Linked DNA regions of Gossypium hirsutum: region 2 is linked to region 1. A link is a contact called in public Hi-C data. All regions are on one chromosome and are shown on one strand. The core of a region is the stretch at or near the end of the contact, and the rest is flanking DNA. Distances in the headings are between cores, read along the strand shown. Region 1 holds the start of LOC107886134 (NAP1-related protein 1). Region 2 has its middle 8.7 kb from the start of LOC107886139.

Region 1 (6,932 bases), core at 1,506-4,005:
TTCAACATCAGCTAGTATATATATATAATAGGCTGAAATATAAGAATTTAAATGAAATTAATGTATTATTTACATACAAACTTACCTCGGTGCAAAATATGAGAATTTTGCAATTTAGTCCAAAACTTTCTTCTTCCCCCGTTCGAGGTCGATTCCACGTCTTTCTTGATCTATAACAACATATTTAGCTCATTTAACACTCGAACTATTTATTTTAATCCAAAAATCACATTATACAAAAATTACATTTTTGCCCCCTAACTTTTACAAAATTACGATTTTTCCCCAAGGCTCGGAAATTTAATTTCAGCCCTTATTCTTATGTTTAATGACCTACTGATCATTTTTCTCTTCTATGGAAACATCAAATTCTCACTCTGACACATAGTTATGAACAATAGGTATTTTTATCGATTATGCCGTTTTGCTCGTTTTCGCTAAAAATTGCATAGAAAATATCGTTCTCCTAACTTCAAACATTCATATTCTACCATAAAACAACAAAATACATGCCTATCATTCATGCATAAATTTTTAAACATAAACCCTAACTCGAAATAATGGTAGAAATAGGTAAACCGAGCTACGAGGATTTCAAAAATGTGAAGAACATTAAAAACGGGGCTTGAAATCACTTACTATGAAGCTTGAAAGTTGAAGAAACCCTAGCTATGGATGAGAGAAAATTTCGGCAGCAACTAGTGAAGATGATGACCAATTTTGTGTTATTTTTCCCATTTTATTTCATTTAATATACAAATGACCAAAATGCCCGTACTACTAAACTTTCCAAAAATTCCCTCCATGTCCAACTTTTGTCCATAACTTAGGAATTGGTCAAATTGCTATTTAAGACCTCCTAGTTAATATCCCAAAGCAATTTCATACTAAAAACTTCTAAAACACGAGTTTTACAATTTATTCGGTTTAGTCCCTAATCTCAACTTAAGCGCTCAATGCATAGAATTTCATCACGAAATTTTCATGAAATTATGAAATCATATCATAAACCCAAAATAATTATAAAATAATTATTTCTATCTCGGATTTGTGGTCACGAAACCACTATTCTGATTAGGCCCTAATTCGGGTTGTCACAAAGAAACCACCTATCGACATCTTATCCGGTTGCGTTGCCTGACAAAGCTCCCAGTATAACGTCGAAACACGAAAAATCCCCAAATTAGTTTTGCGCATTCACTGAAGTCAATTAGATGTAGAAGCCAACTTACATGCACCAAATTTCTAGATTTATCGGGCATTAAAATGCCCCAAATTAACCTCATGATGAATGCTTGGGCGTACTGCTGTATGACCTTCTCTGTTGCGCCGTTGGGAAGCCTATCGAAAATTTTCTTCAACCAATTGATCGATATCCGACCATTTTTAAACTTGATCGGGACCTTCCCAACATTTCCATGCAAATGTCCACTCTTTCCCAAACCACCGTTGATCCCGTGATGACTGACCCATCCACCAGCAGATTGAGCTGTAACGCTATGTTCTTGAGTGTGATTGTACACTCACCACATAGAAGGTGGAAAGTGTGTGTTTTTGGCCTCTATCTTTCTACCAACATGCTAATTATTATGGGATCGAGTTTGCAGCTTCCTTGTATGCGAGACGCATGCAAGAATCCAAGCTCTTGCAGGTACCCATGAATTTCAGGGATCGGAGGCTCCCCCGTATTATGTATGAACGTCTCTAGCACACGATCGTCCGCTTATTTATAACATAAAAAATTATTTAGATTTATAAAAAAATTTTAGCATAATTAGAAATATCGAGAATTTAAAAATAATGAATTACCGTTACTATTTAGGCGGTGGAAATATGGTTGTCACCGAAGCTGATTAGAGAGGCGTTCATTCTCGAGAAATTGATTTGAACGAGTAAAATATGATATAATTAAAAAAACAGTATTTTTAAATGAAGATATAAATAAATTTTGAATAAAAAGCTTGAGAGAGTTGAGAGAGTTTGAGAGAAGGATGTGAATGAAAAAAAAATTGGGAGGAATTTATAGGTTAAAAAAAGTTATTGTTAGGTTTTAAATTTTTTTACTGTTTGACGCAACAACGGTCAAAAAACCGTTGCAGTTTACCATTGAGGGAAAGCACATCCAACTGGGCTTGCTTTCACCTTTTCTCTCCTAAAACCAGTCTATTTCCTTAATTAATGTTAAAATTAGCCTAAAGGCCTAATTAAAAAAATTGGCCTATAATCCTTATTCAGCTGGAAAAATGTGTTTTAGATTTATGATTTTATTGATTTTTAATTGATTAAAGGAGCAGAGAAGAAAAGATGACACGAAAAGTTGAGAATGTGAAAAAGGCACTGTTCTAGAGATTTTTTCCCTCAAAAATAGAATTGATATAATTAACTTTAAGTCCCTTGAATTGCTTGAATAAAAAAATAACTTTACGTACAATGACACGTGAAATCTTATCATTGAATCACGTGTCTCAATAGGTTAAAAACCTATCACTGTTTATCAAAAGTAAAAATAAGTTTTTTTAAAAAATTTAGGTAATACATTAGAAGATTTGTTAAAATTTTGATACCAAATATTATCCTTATAATTCTAAATTTAAATATAATAATAAAATATAAAGATTTGAAAGGTTAAAAATTAAATAAAAGTAAAGTGACATTAGTTTTTTTTTATATATTTATACAAAGATATCAAAGTTTTGTAATGTAAACTAACCAGCCTTATCTATGGACACAGTGGGTTGAAGTACTACCTACCGCAAGGCACGCAGAAAGATTCTGTTTCCGAACATCAGAACTCAAAAACATCGGAATCCATCCTTGAATTACCCTTACTACCCCCAATATCTCACAATTAAATGACCTTAGTACCCTTAAATTACAGGTGTCAGCTCCCAACTGAATAGGTATAAACTCCCAAAACCCTAACATTCTCTACTCTTTCTCTCTCTCTCACTCACTCGCTCGCTTTTGTCCCCGTAGATATCAGAGGGAAAACACACACAAAAAAAAAAACTAGGGTTTTAAAGAGAAAGGGAGCAAAAGTGAGAGAGAAGAGAGAAGAGGCGGAAATTTTTAGGATTAGGGTTCTATTATATTGTTCTCTAGGGTTTAGAAAATGGTGGCCGACAAAGGAAAGAAGATGAAAGTAGCAGAGAAAGTAGAGGAAGAGAACCATGATCAAATAGATGGAGACCTCGTCATTTCCATCGAGAAGCTTCAAGAGATCCAAGACGAGCTTGAGAAGGTCCATTTTTATCTACATACCGCTTTTTCATTTATATAATGCGTGTATATGCTGATTTCCTTTTTCTTCTCCTTTCTCCCTTGTTTAAGGTGTATGAGCTGGAAAATTAGCAAATTTTAGAATTTTTTAAATAAAAAATTTGGATTTCCTTGTGTTTTTTATGGTATAATGTTAATTGAATGATGTTTTAAGTGTCAAAGTATTGAATTTGCTGTAATTTCAATTGCGGGTCGATGAAATAAATGTTCAAAATTTTCTTCTCTGGTCGTTAATATTTGTACTTTATCGGCTTTGTATGCTGTTTTTATGTCGGGTTCATCTGAATTATTGTGCTAAGCTTTGTTTTATATGTATATTTATTTGGTGATCTAATTTTGATTGTTAATTCTTGCATCTGATAATCTTTGTAGTATGATTGAGTCCATTAATGTTTTCTTCCGTGTATCTAAGTTTCCCCTAGCTTTGTTAAGCACGATTTTGTTTTCTTCTTTTCTTTGTGAAGTTACTTTGGATTATTATGTCTTATTACGAGGCAGGTGATTTAATGTGGCTATGCTTGCTTACAAGCGTACCGATGATGTGGTAAATGTCACGTGGTGTTTCTGATTTTAAGTTTTTCGGTGCTGTTTTTTTGGTTTTAGATCAATGAAGAGGCAAGTGAGAAAGTCTTGGAAGTGGAGCAGAAATACAATGAAGTTCGCAAACCGGTCTATGATAAGCGGAATGAAATCATCAATTCAATTCCTGATTTCTGGTTAACAGCTGTAAGTTATTCTGTTCTTCCCTTTTTCAATATGGTGAACAATTTGTTAAATTTGTTTACATGTTCAGAAGAACATATTGAATTGACTTGCATTCTTCGTGTGCAGTTCTTGAGCCATCCTGCTCTTGGTGATCTTTTGACTGAAGAGGATCAGAAGGTTTAATGTCACTTCTTTCCCAAAATGAACTTATCATTTTGCGCTTATTTTACTTTCCAACATTGATTTTTGATTTTATTTTTTATAGATGTTTCTTAATGTTTGCCTGAATTTTGTGAATTCTTTCTTATTTATTAATCTTCTTCTTTTCAATTATTATTTCTTGGTAGATATTCAAATATATTAACTCACTTGAAGTGGAGGATTTTAAAGATCTGAAATCTGGATACACTATCACATTTGTAAGTTCATTCATATTCCTATTCTTACCTTATTTTTGGTGACTGAAGTTGCTCTTAATTTCATTTGCTTGCATTGAACTACTGTTAGAATAAACATAATTCATACTCTAATATATCTGATGATTTGTTGACCGGCTTTATTATAATTTTTCAGAATTTCAATTCCAATCCGTACTTTGAAAATACAAGGCTTACGAAGACCTTTACCTTCCTTGATGATGGAACCAAAATTACTGCTACCCCAATCAAGTGGAAAGAGGGCAAGGTCAGACCTTCTCTTTTGATGACTATCCTGCTTCTTGTTTTATGTTTTCCTTGGATATCATATGAAATTATTTTCCTTAAATGTTAAGGGCTTGCCAAATGGAGTTAATCATGAGAAAAAAGGAAACAAGCGACAACTTGCTGAAGAAAGGTTTGTTTATCATGCCCATCAGTCAATTTTTCTCAGGCTTAGGACTTGAGTAACATAAAACTTGAGATCAGTTTATTAATATCTCCATCAATCCATGCTGTGAAATGCAGTCACTTTGTCTGGTGTGCTATGTTATAAGAGTTGGATTGGTGGTTGGACTGGTCAGACAGCTGGTTCCTAGTCCAACCAGTTGAGCAATAGTTAAATAAATAATAAAAGTATATAAAAAAAAAAAAAACGATTGGACTGCCTTTTTCTGGTCATGGTTCCCAGTTTTCTTTCCGGTTCATAGCAGTTTGCTCTATTCGTGGTTATATATCATTGTCAAACTGGTTGGACCACTGGTTTCCGGTTCAACCGGCTGGTCCAGTCCGGTTCTGACAATATTGGTGGTGTTTTTATAACTGCTATGTATTTATATATATATGCATGTATATATTTGAAATTTCTTATAATATGTTGTGAAGTTCATATGCATTTATGCCACTTGTACTTGATCCTTCATTTCTGAGTCACTCCGCAAACCAATTCTGTATTATGCTAAATTTTATCAACATATAACGCAGCTTCTTTGCCTGGTTTGCTGATGCTCAGCAAAAAGATGACATGGATGAAATTCATGATGAAGTAAATTCTCTGTGCATGTACTATCAGTTTATTTTACTCATTCTGTAACAGAGCTGGTCTAAGCTTTCACTTGATGAATGTTGCAGGTAGCAGAGATTATCAAGGAGGATTTATGGCCCAATCCTCTCACTTATTTCAACAATGTAACCTCTTTTTTCTTTCTTCTTCTTATGATATTTTATACATACTGTTTTTCGTGATCATGTTTTGTTTCCCTTTGCTAATTGTTATTGGAACTTTCTTGATCCAGGAGGCCGATGAGGAGGATTTTGATGGAGATGAAGGTGATGAAGAGGTATATTATTTTTCTGTTTTTCGTTTCTTTGGGAAACTGAATACTTTCTTTCATTTCCCATTTTTACTGTGTTATTTCTTCCAGAAAAGAATGCACTTGTGTAGGTTTGAGGTTACTTGTTCATAGACTTTAACTCTTAAACCGTTCTAATAATCATATGTTAGTTGGTTATTGAAGATGATATAGTTTATGCAGTAAATTACTATTCCTCTTTATAATGCATTATATTAACTCAGAGAATTTCTATTCTGTATGGATAGTGCTACAAGGTGCTGGTTTTTGTTAAAATTCTTGTAATCCTACTTGTTTATGTAAATATATTATGATTTCTATGCTTTCCATATTAATCCTGGAGAAGCCCTCTGAAACTGGATAGTGATAGGAGTGAAATTTGTGATTTATGTATCTCAAAAAAATGTGTTCTATGCTTTGGGCCAAGAATACTTGAATGCCTCGTAGAGCAATATGGGGCAAGAGGTTAACCGTAATCAAATGAGTGGAATTTGATATGTCAATCTTGTTCCTTATGAGTGCCTTTTAAATTTTCTCTGACAAGTTTAGCTCTAGAACTCTCCACCCAATTCAATATGGTCAAAATCTTATATTGGATGAAGAAGCACTTTGAGATTGCAGGTGATAGGTGTCTGAGAATATAATTTGAGATGCTTAAGGGAAGTTTTTGGAGAATATTTCATGTGGAGAAAGAATGGTTGTTGTCCAGTGTATCATATTTGACTAAATTAGAGATTCAGGTTTCAGAATGGAGATGTTTATAATCTGGAATAAAGGAAAGTGGGAGATGAGGTTGAATTTTCAATAATGAAGATTGTTTTGTTATTTAAGGAAGCATTATATGTCTTTTCTCTTTATTCTTAGGGAGTACTTGCACCTAGGTCACAATTCAGGTAATAGCTCTTTGGAATTTGTTGCTGCTTCTGGAAATTCTGAAATTTGTCAGACATAACTACATTGTTGTCAGATGCTGATGGCTTAATTATCTTTTCTGTTTAAAGTAAAGATATATAAGACTAATAATTTTGTAGCATTTATGTTTATATCATTTATACTCGCATTTACAGGGAAAAGATGACGATGACATAATTTTATTTGACTCAGTTAAAGATAATAGGCTAGATAATATCTCCTGCTTTGATATGTGTCCATTTACAGGGTAAAGATGATGATGATGACT
Region 2 (6,891 bases), core at 2,245-4,744, 170 kb before region 1:
GTGCAAGGAATGGCCGCTTTGTATATTTTAGGAAGGTTGCACAGTCGGTTCATTAGCTTACTAGCTTACTGCGTCAGTGGTTGTCGAGCCCAAGAGAAAATGGCATGGGATTCGTCATTGGGAAATGATGATCTAGTGTAAGACGGTCCCACATGAGCTACGGTTGGCTAGAGTTAGGTTCCTCTAAATTATAAGTCTAAACCCTAAGTGGAGCGGGTAGTCATAGACGTCCTCTTTCACCATAACTGGCTTATTCAGTTCAGGAAGGATCACCTAAAAGCCAAGGATTGAACTCAAGGAGGATCGAGACAACGGAGGATAAAATCTCGCCACATAAGAAACTCTCTCTTTTCCCAAACTCTATTTATTTTTATATTTTCTATTTTAAAATTTAACAATTTATTTAATTTCACAATTGTAATCAACTTTTAATTGTCTTTTTTATTCTGTCTTTTTATTTTTTTCCCCAAGTATGCAGGTTTTCTTGGGCATGATTCTGTTCGGGATATTATGAAATAAGACATTGTGCAAATCCAGCCTTTGAGGATTTAGCTCTACTTCCCTTATACTATTCTTTTTATTATTTCTATAGGGATATATTTGGTGCTTCAACGATGCATCAGTTAGTAATGAGAGACATAATTACATTACTGAGAAAGTTTGGAATACCTACAGCATGAAGGGAAGCTCTGATAAACTCCCAGTGTACTCGATTGTAGGCTTTCTCCAGATTAACCTTGATGGCCAACCATTTTCTAGTTTTCTTCTTAATTCTCATGGAATGGAATACCTCTTGTGAAATAATGATGTTACCTGTGATACTCCTTCCTGTGATAAACCTAGTTTGCTCTTGGCCAATAATTTTTGGAAAAACTAGTTTAAATCAATTTGCAATAATTTTCATCACCAACTTGTAAAGAACCGAACACAAACTAATCAGTCAAAACTAAGAGAAAAATTCAGGATTCTGAACCTTTGGGATGAAAACTAATAAGGTATTATTCAACTTCAGATTGATTTTCTCTCCAACAAAAATTCTCTTGACCCACGAGCAAACCAAATCCCCAAAACGATCCCATTAACTCTGAAAGAAAAAGGCATGAAATTCGTCACTCCCCGAAGACTTTAAAGGTCCCATATCAAACAAAACAACCTTTATCTCCTTATTCGAAACGGTTTACTTAAAAAATAAGCCTCATCATCTTTAAGCTTTAGAAACGAACTAGGGGGAATTCCCTCGTTATCACTTACTCCTCACCATACAAATTCTCGAAAAAATGAATCGTCTCATAACGCAGTTCTTCCTCATAAAAATCCAATCCTCTACCTTATTTTTTCAAGTCATGATCCAATTTTGATTTCTCCTTTTGAGTGTACACCTATGGAAGAATTTTGTATTGCGATCCCCCAAAGAAAGCCAATTACATCTTACCTTCTGTTTTCAGAGAAGTTCCTCATGATACAAGACCTGTTCCAGCTCCTTTCTAACCTTCAAATCCAGCTGTAATAAAGACTCAGAATGAGAATAATCTATATCCTTTAGAATATTGTCTAATTTTTGAATCGGTCTTTTTTTTCTAAAAACCAATGTGTTCATACACTTTTTTATTCCAGTCCTTACGATGACTCGTAAGGTTAGAAAGAGAATTGGACATAGAACCCGTGAATTTCCAATTCTTCTTAATAAACTCTGGAAAATAAACATGCTCAAATCCAACCTGCCAAAAAAGGAACAGTCTACCCAAAGGAGAATGGGTCTAAGGTTGAAAAGATATAAGAAGGGCCTTGTGATCTGACTTGATTCTTGGAAGATGAGTGATAGAACTGTTTGGGAATTTTACAAGCCATCTAATAGCTCTATCGAGATGCTAAAAAACACCACCCTTATGCCATATAAAGGATACACCTTTAAAACCCAAGTCATGTAACTCAGAGGAACCCATAAAATTCCCGAAGAAAGAACACCTTTTCCCATTAACTCGTCCACCCCTTTTTTCATTAGAGGCTAAAATTGCATTAAAATCTCTTACAACCATATAAGGGGAGTTGGAACACAGAATGGTCACTTTCAGAGCATCCTAAACTCCTTTGCGTTTGCGACTATCAGGGCTACCATAGACAAAGACAATATAAATCTGTCGCTGAAGAGTATTGTCAAAAACCTTAGTCAAAACAAATTAAGGATGGCTCCATATAATTTTCACTTAAACCTACTCCTTCCATCCGACCTAGATACCCTAAAAAACCTATTACTTGCACCCGATGAGAATTCTAAAAACTAAGACCAGCAATGACCGAATTAGCTTTACTACCACTAACTATTGTTTCTAAGAGGCCAACAATATTCGACTTGTACTCTTTATTATGCTCATGAAAAAACCGCAAAAACTTGTTGCTAGCACATCTTTGACAATTCCGCGAAAAAATAGATAAACTCATGAATATATAGAAAATTAAAAGAGGAAAAAAACGTTTCATATTACATGTCAGTTAGATACCTTCATTACATTTCCCGTCACTACTATGTCCCTCCTTTTTAGCCTCAAAATTAATTTGGGAGCTAATAAGTTTGGCCATAGAATTCATAGTATTTGCTAGAAGGACCCTCGCATTACCATAAATTTCAAAATGCCCATTCTTTCTCAAATTATCTTGCTGATGCCACCACTAGAATGAACAATACACTTAATTCCTGACCCCTTCCCTTTCGAAGACGCGGTCCATTTACCTCTTCCAACCATGATACCAGTTTCAAGAGGCTTGGCATGAATAATTCCTCCAATATCCTTGAAAGTGAAAGTCGAGTGATTTTTTGGATTAAGAAATTTACTATTTAAACCTACCACTAAATCAACCAACCTATCAAAAGTAGGGTTAAAGTGGGCATTTATACCCAATGAAACTGACCCCTCTTTAGAATTTAATAAAAATGGTTGAGAATCAGATTTTGGAACAGTGACCTTTTCATCCTTTCAATTTAATGCACTATTCGAACCAACTTGTTTCAAAAATTCTAAAAAATTCGCTTCACATACATCCTGGTCCTTGGAATTTTATGTCTGATTTTGTCCTACTATGACATCGTTGACTTGAAGTGAAGAAAAGGAAATTAAGTCAGATTTTATAACAAGTTTAATTGGGTCAGAAAGCTTACTTGGGCTTTCATGTGTGGGTCTTGAAAGGGTTCTCATCCGATTTAGTCCCACTAAGACTTCGTGGACCTGTTATGAAGAAGAGGAAATTAAGTCAGTTTTTAAAGCAATCTCAATTAGATCAGAAAGCTTATCTGGACTTTCGTGTGTGGGCCTTGAATGGGTTCTTATTTCTATTAAACCTGGCCCGTTACCCTCCATCACATCAACGTTACCAACAGGCCCAGAATTTCTACCATAAGACTGGCCCACTTTGCTTGAAACAAGCTACTCATTCCCTCATTTGTGAAAGTTTTCTTTCCTTTCTTTTTTTAAATTCTCCTTTCTAAGACATGACCCACGAAAATTCCTCCATTATCGCTCCATTCATGCCATCTCTAATCTTCGAAAAAATATTAAATCAGAAGCCCATCCCTTGTTTAGGTAATTTTTTTGTTGTTAGATTCTCATTACCCCTTGAATTATTCAGAGATTTTCTTTCAACAAACATCCGTGGGCCAAACGATTTCCATGACTCCTCCATCTTCTCCTTCTCCTTCTCTGGTAAGTCCACTATGACTACTTCTTTGGCCATTTCACCATTCATCACAGTTTCTTTAGAAAGGCAAAGATCACGCACGTGGCTATATCGGCCACACAAAAAGCAAACTACCAGTAGCGAATCGTACTCAATACATTGCACCGTGCCGTTGATCAAAACATGTGGTATGAGTGGTTTCTTTAGATTGATAAAAACTGCCATACAAGCAAACCGTCCTCTAGATCCACAATCTATTTTAAAGTCAAGTTTAGTCACCTTAACAATTAGACTGCCGATTTCTTCCCAAATTTTTCTCTTATAAAAGTTCCCTGGTAAACAAAGAAAACGAACCCAAGCCATGACATGATTCAGGAACGGCTGAAGGGGATTTAAATCTGGACTCCACAATTAAACGTGAGGTATTCTCCAAAGACAGTCCACGGCTCCTGAATGAATGCATTTTCATAATCGTCATTACTCTAAAATTTGACTAGATAATAGTTATTCTCAACATCCATGAGATGCAAGGGATGTGAAGGCTTCCAGATATTAAGGATTCCATTTTGCAGTGTGGAATTGGCTAAATTACATCCCAACAATTTCACCACCACCGTGGTTGCCATGTCTCTAATCAAAATCTGTTGGATTCTCTCAGAGAAAGTTGGTTGTGGAAACTCCACTAATCGTTGTCTCCGTGACATTTCCCTCTAATAACTCGAGAACCTCCTCTCCAGTAGAGCCATGAATTCCCTTTCTCAGCAATTTATCTTTCCATGACTCTATCAGCACTGGAGTCAAATCCGCAGCCATAAAACTATCAATATTTGTTGTGGGATCCTTAAAACGAACTTTTTTTGTATTACGATCTCATTCGAAGTATTGTTGGGTGTATAATAAAATATTTTAAAGGAGACTTTTCAATTTTGTAAAGATGCTTGTAGAATAAAAAAATTACACTGCCAATGTACCAAAGGAAATACTAACATTTCATATATATATATATTGTCAAAACAATTTTTGAAACTGTCGAATTTTTATTTTAAAACAAAAATGAGAGTCGTTACAAATCCTTTTTTATGAGGTATGATCGGGTCACCTCTTAAATTCAATCGTTATAATTTATTAAAACAATGTTTTTCAATCTACAAAATCCAAAAATGGGTTCGGGAGTCGGTTACGTACGAGGAAGGATTAGCACCCTCGTAACGCCCAAAATTGGTACCTAATTGATTAATTCATGTCTCAGTGTCAAAAGTTAAAAATTTGAAGATAGTTCAAAATATGATCCCTCTTTGTATTAATATTAATTTTACTTAAAAGGCGCTTGAATAAATCGAAACAAACGTTAAAGACCCTCTCGTCTCGTGATAGCAAGATGTCACATCCCGTAAGTTAGGACACGACATCTTTAACCTTTGAGAATAAGCTTGCCTTTATTTTTTTTATTTGAAATCTTATGTATTTTAATTCTAAAAAGATATTTGGTTATTTAGGTTCAATGAGAAAAATCAAAACCCCGTAAGTTAAGGTACGACTTCTGGAGTCACCAAATACGAAACATTGCCTTATTTCGAAAATTTTGAATAATAACAAGTGTAATATTTACGATGTGTATTTCTCTTATTCGGCGTATAATATAAAACGACCTATTATGGATAAATACATTTAAACGCAACATAATTTTAACGAAATGAGATAAAATGGTGATGTAGAAAACGGAACGATGATATACGAATGAAATGTCGCGTCGATAAATGATGATAATATAAATTATTGATAGAACATTTCATAATGCATGTAATGACAATAATCACATAATATATACTATTTTAACACTAATATGAACAATCAAAGAAAAATAAAATAAATAATAAAGTAAATAATAATGATAAAAAAATAATAATAATGACAAAATATGCACATGAAATGACAATACTAATTTTTAAACATAATAAAGAAAAGAAATAAATAAATAAATACATAAATGAATATTGAGGAAAATATTTTATAAAATATTGAAAATAAAGGATCAAATTTAAATATAAATAAAATTAAGGGTACACTTTGTACTAAAGTACATAAATAAATGATAATAATAGATAAAATAATATAATAATAGTGAGAAAAAAAAGAAAAAAAACAAAAAAACAAAAACAGAAAAACTAATAGATGTATAAATACAAATAAATAAATAAATACAAAGAAAAATAAAATGTAAAAGATCGAAAGTAAGGGACTAATCAGAATATAAACAAAATTTAAAGTAAAAATCATAATAAATTAAATAAATTAAACAATAAAATAAAGTAAAGGATTAAAATCAAATGCGCAAAAACAAGCGGGGACTAAATAAGAAATTAGCCCCATCCCTAGGACACATGTCATTTCCTCTGCAGATCAACGAACTGGGGACTAAATTGAAGCACACGAAAAAATCAATGGCCAAATTTAAAAATTCAAAAAGGTGAAAAAGGGCTAAACTGAAGCGTATCGCAAAAGCGGAAGGGTTGATCGCGTAAATATACCAAAAGTTGAAAACACACGGATCCTCTGAGCAGATCGGGTCAAGGTGCGGGTTGAGGGAAAAACGACGCCGTTTTGGCGTCTGAACTTGAATCCCAAAACGATGTTGTTTCGCAACCCTATTTATGTCAATTTTTTTTAAAAAAATTCCACTTTCAGCCTTCATTTAAAAAAAAAACTTTCTTCTTCTTTTTTTCTCTTAAGGCCGTCTTAGGCTGTTCATAGCCCCGGCGAACCTCCGCCACATCGACCGTCGGTCACTGGCGACGGCGCCACTTTCCACGGTGGCCGGAGATGCACAAAACTATTTTTTACCCCGTTTTTGAAATAAACTCAGATCTGGGGTTTAAAACCCTATAAATCCAACCGACACTCGCCCTAGGGAACAAAAATTGAAAGGTTTCACCTTTCACCGATGAGGCATTCGCCAGAACCCTAAAAGGTTCCCAGGTTCCTCGAATCAGCGAAAAGGACCAATATGGCGACGACGATGTATCTCCGGTAAAATCTTTGGCCTTGTTATTATTTTATATATATGCGTACTAATAGATTCGAGAAAAACAAAAATTTCACCTTTAAAATTTCTATTTTGTTGTTTTTGATTGCCTTTTTTTTTGCATTCAACTTTCGTGTCCTCCAATAGATACATTATCCATGGCTTTTTTAGCCGAATGATACAATATATTGTTTTTGTTT

The links. A called contact is a pair of places that touch in the nucleus more often than the background predicts.
Region 2: a Hi-C map of leaf shows a contact between it and region 1, with 1.7 times the contacts expected there. The contact joins the enhancer-like site here to the promoter of LOC107886134 in region 1. A contact is called at or near these places in 2 of 34 Hi-C or Micro-C datasets (hypocotyl and leaf).

The regions. Positions count from the first base shown.
Region 1 is chrA03:17,737,391-17,744,322 of Gossypium_hirsutum_v2.1, reverse strand. It overlaps LOC107886134 (NAP1-related protein 1), which reads left to right and starts at 2,755. Exons shown (of 11, transcript XM_041096649.1): 1 at 2,755-3,241; 2 at 3,883-4,005; 3 at 4,111-4,161; 4 at 4,332-4,403; 5 at 4,558-4,668; 6 at 4,757-4,818; 7 at 5,385-5,445; 8 at 5,532-5,588; 9 at 5,696-5,740; 10 at 6,911-6,932. The coding sequence starts at 3,113.
Region 2 is chrA03:17,906,559-17,913,449 of Gossypium_hirsutum_v2.1, reverse strand. No RefSeq gene overlaps it. Among protein-coding and RNA genes, the nearest start is that of LOC107886139, 8.7 kb to the left of the region's middle. Within about 2 kb of position 3,494, at least 7 of the 9 cell types and tissues checked have an H3K27ac peak or open chromatin away from gene starts, as enhancers often do. A contact at or near this core is called in hypocotyl and leaf, where this site is marked.